2 separate regions of the Columba livia genome follow, and region 1 is linked to region 2. Evidence: chromatin contacts called from public Hi-C data. All regions are on one chromosome and are shown on one strand. The core of a region is the stretch at or near the end of the contact, and the rest is flanking DNA. Distances in the headings are between cores, read along the strand shown. Region 1 holds the start of LOC102083730 (protocadherin beta-16-like). Region 2 holds the start of LOC135575447 (protocadherin alpha-2-like).

The links. Hi-C and Micro-C count contacts between places; a contact is called where the count stands out from the background.
Region 1: a Hi-C map of crop shows a contact between it and region 2, with 2.1 times the contacts expected there. The contact joins the promoter of LOC102083730 here to the promoter of LOC135575447 in region 2. A contact is called at or near these places in 2 of 2 Hi-C or Micro-C datasets (crop and liver).

Annotation. Positions count from the first base shown.
Region 1 is chr14:17,685,036-17,687,735 of bColLiv1.pat.W.v2, reverse strand. LOC102083730 (protocadherin beta-16-like) reads right to left here and starts at 1,278. Exons shown (of 2, transcript XM_065030252.1): 1 at 1-1,278.
Region 2 is chr14:17,460,197-17,462,896 of bColLiv1.pat.W.v2, reverse strand. It overlaps LOC135575447 (protocadherin alpha-2-like), which reads right to left and starts at 1,264. Exons shown (of 1, transcript XM_065030248.1): 1 at 1-1,264. It overlaps LOC102096854 (protocadherin alpha-6-like), which reads right to left. Exons shown (of 1, transcript XM_065030074.1): 1 at 1,135-2,700. The coding sequence ends at 1,135.

The DNA of each region.
Region 1 (2,700 bases), core at 29-2,528, 220 kb before region 2:
TCCAGCTCTCCATACCCAGCTCCTGATTTTCCTCTGTGTTGTGAAGGCAGTGCAAGATCTGCCACTTCCACAGGATCCATGGCGGGATTTTCCTTCTCTTCCCCACTTGTTAAGGAGAGTGAGCAAGCGGGACGGGTTAGAGAAGCACCGCTATTGAGTATGAGAGCTGATGCCAGGGAAAGTTCCCGAAATCAAATGCTTCATCTTCATCTAGGTCACCATCACCCTAGATCACAACGCTGTTCTAGGACACATCATCCTAATGCTGTTTTCTTCACATTATGTATCACACCTCCCTCAAAGGACAAACAACTTGAATGCTTGTCTGTATGAAAAGAGTTTTTCTCCTTAACTGACACGAGTATCTTCCCCTGCCGCCTGCTGACCCTTGCACCCATTATAAGGTATAAACGTTCGCAAAACATGTACACGAACATCGAAATGCTGCAACCTGTATTGAGGTTTTGGAGGTCCTTTCTCCTCTGATGTTACCACACGGGTTCAGAAACACTTTAAAGGTCCCTGTGCTTAGAGGTCAAAACCGAACTCCACTACCTGTGTATGGATATACGGCCAATAGCTGTTAAATACAAAAGACAAGGAAACAAACAGGACACCTCGTAAGTTAAACCCCCAGATACACGGATGTTAATGAGCAGGAGATAATGGAGACGATTTCAAAGACCAGGGATCTAACGACACCGATCGACGGGTGATTAAAGGAACGATTCAAGTGTAAAGTCCAAGAGTTTCAACCAGAAGCTTTGTAAACGATAAGGGGAGGAAAACATAATTGATTCACAAAAAGACGCAAAAAGAGCAAACTGATAACGAGATGTTTGAAGGGGGTTCTAGGAATATGCAAATCTTATTAAGGGATGATTAGAGGCAGGAGCAAACTCGGTAAAAGGGGCAAGTCAAAATACGCTTCCACTACTTACTGTTGGTTCAAGCAATTGTAATTCAGCTTTTACTATAAAAGAAACCACACTATTTTTTAATACAGAAAGTATCCTAACCTCCATGTTTTGACACCTTTCCTTTAATTTCCTGGATGTTTCCCCCTTATTTTTGTTTGCTAAAAGAGCTGACACTGTGGAACAATACTAACCAGGTGAAGTACTAGAAATTCGCTGATGCCTGCGTTTGTTTTAAAATAAAGAACTTTCTGACCGTATCAGTAGGAGAATGTAATAAATAGGGTTGACTTTAGGATTCCCCAGAATTTTACCTACTAGAGGACTTTGCACAGATGCAGCCATTTATGGTAATATCTTCTTACGACCCTTTGACTTGGAAGTGTGATAGAATCAAAAAGGCCAACTTACATCAAAGGCCAAGTCAGCTCTTTCTTCCTTTTTTCACTTCCAGGGACGTGTCCCTCTTTCGAGTTGTTGTCATTATTGCCAACACAGAAGCTTGGTGTAAAGCCAACCATAGGCCAAGTACAGCAGTAGATGTGTTGAGAACGTGGCTTCTCTCCTCATTTGTGCCATGCAGAAATTAGTGACACCTGGATGGCATTTGTTATGTTCTCCTCCCAGTGCTCCTGCTCAGCTCTTGCCATCTCCGAGAGAGGAAGGAGGATTTGCTTCTCCATAACCTAATCTTTAACACCACTGCTCAGCAGGGAACAGCCACAAGCTGAGAAGAGCTTCCAAAGTCACTTCCCACCTTGACTGCAGTAACTCGGTAATTGTTGCTTCCTTTATTTCAGAAGGGAAGTGGTATCCTTCAGCTTCAGATGTGAAAAGGTGTAAGAGGAACAGTGATCCTTAACGGAGCGCTTGGCTGTCATAGTAGCTTCGCACATCAGAAGACGCTGCTCTTAGAGTGAAACTCCTACCCTTCCGGATTTTAGAGAAATGAAAATAAAGAAAGTCACTTACCGTGTACCACTGGATAGCTAATGCTGGTGTTTTCTGTCGGATCACACCACTAAAATGGACGTATATGAACAGAAAAAATAAGATACATACTGCCAGATGAAGGCACACTATGTTTTAAGACAGACTAAGGAACTATAGCCGTAATAAGAATGTAATTTGCATAAATGTGTCAGGGAATTCACTTATTTCCTTGAGCACACAGTGATTTTGGAGGCTTCCTCGTTTTTTATTTAGTGATGATGTCTTTATCCTAAGAAGGTAGATTAAAATGACTGAAAACCGGTTCTCTTCATTGAGATTGACATCTTAATGCTAGAAAAGAGCTACAGCAACATACTCTGCTCAGTTTCTGGTGTGTCCCCGAGTTTCAAAAAACAAGATTCTGCCCAGATTTCTGTAGCCTGAGCAATTTCCGTTTCCAAAATCCACTTCTTGGTCTTCCAGCTGGGAATTCGGATCCACCGAGTGAAAACTCAGAGTGTCCACGCCGGGTTTTGTTCCCCCCTCCCTGGATAAAGGTTTCTTCCCCACCCTTGGAGTCACTGCCCATCCATCCACAGCAAGCCCTGAGGAAGACATGGCTTGGGAGGAGGAGTTGCCTGCATATCAAAAGCACAGACGCTTCCCTCAGTCCCTGTGGTTCCCAGCCAGCTGCCAGAACGGATTACTTCTCTCTCCTCCACCATCAGCGCCTGGATTCCCAGTTCTCCAGCGGAACTCAGCTCTCGCTTGGGTGCAAACGTGAGGAAAACCGGGAGAATCGTTCCCAATCTTCTGGCTCTCTGTTATAGCACTGTTACATGTTCCTATT
Region 2 (2,700 bases), core at 15-2,514:
AGAATGATAATAGATTACACGAACTGTGTAGGACAATCTGATCTGGGATTTTTGGGGAGGTGTAGATCTTCAGTACTGGATTTTCTGTTGTTGCTTTGTCTATCTTTTCAGAAAAGATTTTCTGAGCTTTTCAAATGGTGTGGCCATTGATACAAATATTGAACAAACGCCAAAACAGGCCAATGTACTTCACGCTACTTCCCTGGTCAGGAACATAAATCCACAACTTAGGGGATAGGGTGAACAGAACAAAAATTCCCTTTTTCTAACACTTACCATGGGCCACACTCTTCTACCTGAACACTTTGTGCTAATAAGAAGAGTAACAACATAGTTGGAAAAAACACCACAGAACAAAGCTTCTTCCCTACTTCCTTCATGACTCTGCTGAGAGAACCAAAATGGACATTTTTTTCTCTTTACACCTCTAATGGCAATGAGCTTTGAATTCATGATGTGAGAGAACAACTCAAATGCTGATGAGAACATCAACGCAGCAACTGATATCTACTGTGCAGGGTGAATTTGATTGGGTTTTTTGTTGCTGAAATGAGAAACTCCCAGGATTTGTAAGAGTATGGTTGCTGATACAAATATTCAAACGGCATCAAAAAAGACCACAGCCCATCACACCACCTGTCCAGCCAGGAACACAAAGCTCACAAAATGTGCAGAGAAAAGGGAAGGAAAAACGAAGAAGAAAGAAAAAGCAAATGCCACTTCCTAATATCTACCTTGGGTTTTGTTCCTCTGCCTCAGCACTTTATGCTTCTAACTACTGTAACAACAGTGGCTAACAGAAAACAAGAAAAGTCCCTCTTGTCTGCGTAGTCAGCAAGAGTGATAAAGCTGTAAATAGTGCCTGAAGGACTGTCACCACGACAGACTGAGTGACTTGCACTCTGTCAGCAGCTCCGGTGGAGATGCTACACACCAGCAAGCAAAGAGCCTCTCGAAAGCTCATAGCGTGGAACCTCTAATCGCAATCCGCAGTGATCTTTTTCGACGACCAAACGTTGCAGAATGTAACTGCTGCTAGATGCGGCAACACCTTTCTTTAGTTCTCCTCCACAGCAAGAGTCAAGAGGTCCCGGCAAGGACGCCAAGAATGAAGCAAAGGTCCCGTTCACATTCTTAAGCACCGCCAAGCGCCAACGGATACCAGGAGCTCAGCCCGACTCCCACCAATGCCCAGGGACCGGGAGAGATAATACACAGGTGGGGAGAGCGGGGAAGAGATGTCGGGGAAGGGGCAACAGTTGAAGAGAGAGAGCCACTGACCGTGTCCAGGAGAGCGGGAGGCTCCGGCTGCGTCTCCTTCGCCGCGGGGCCGGGCGGCGGCGGAAAGTTGGGGCTGAAAACCATCAGGTCGCTCTTGCCCGCGCCGTCCGCCACGCACAGGCTCCGGCTCTGGCGCTGCGAGTACGACCAGCTCCCCACTTCGCTGGCGCACACCAGCGTCGCCGGCCCGGGCCCCGACAGCACGCCCGCCCGCGGCGCCCACCGCGACGCCCCGTACAGCACCACCGCCAGCAGGAACAGGCTCGACACCGCGCAGATGGCCACCACCAGCCACACGTTCGTCGACGCCGCCGCTCCTGTCGCTGCCGCGCCACCCTCCGCCGGACGCAGTCCCGCACGAAGCACCGCCCCTGATGACGACGACGAGCCCGCGGCCGCCAGCGCCGCCTCGGTGCCCTCCACCAGCGACACGCTCAGCGTGGCCGTGGCCGAGCGCGCCGGCTCCCCGTGGTCCCGCACCACGATCACCAGCCTCTGCCGCGGGCCGTCCGCCTCCTCCAGCGCCCGCGCCGTGCTCACCTCGCCGCTGTACAGCCCCACGCGGAACGGGCCCTTCCCCCGCGGCTCCCACAGCTCGTAGCGCAGCCACGCGTTGTAGCCCGAGTCCGCGTCCACCGCGCGGATCTTCGCCACCACCTGCCCCGCCGGCGCCCCCCACGATGCCCACGCCCACAGCTCCCCCGAGACCGAGTCTGGTCCCGACGCTGACTCGCCCGACACCCCGGGCACCGGCCCGCCGCTTCCAGCCGGCAGCAGCGCCGGTGCGTTGTCATTCTCATCCACCACGAACAGCTGCACCGTGGCGTTGCCGCACAGCGGCGGCTCCCCCGCGTCCACCGCCCGCACCTCGAACTGCAGCACCTGCACCTCCTCGTAGTCCAACGGCTGCAGCGCCCACAGACGCCCGCTCTCCGCGTCCACCGACACGTAGCTCGACGCCGGACGCCACCCCCCGCCCGCCGACGCGACACCGCCCACGCCGCCCTCCCACACCGAGTACCGCACGCGCCCGTTGTCCGCCTCATCCGGGTCCCGCGCCCACAGACGCGCCAGCTCCGCGCCCGCCGCGTTGTTCTCCCGCGCCAGCACCGTGTACACGGCCTGCGCGAACGCCGGCGCGTTGTCGTTCACGTCCGACACCGGCACCCGCACCCCGCGACGGCCGCGCAGCGACGGCGACCCGCCGTCCTCCGCCCACACCTCCACCTCGTACTCCGACACCCGCTCCCGGTCCAGCGCCTCCCGCAGCACCAGCGAGTACGACCCCGCGAACGTCGACACCAGCCCGAACGGCGCCGCCGGCCACACCGCGCAGCGCACACGACCGTTCGCCCCCGAGTCCCGGTCCGACACGCTCAGCAGCGCCACCACCGTCCCCACCGACGCGTCCTCCGGCAC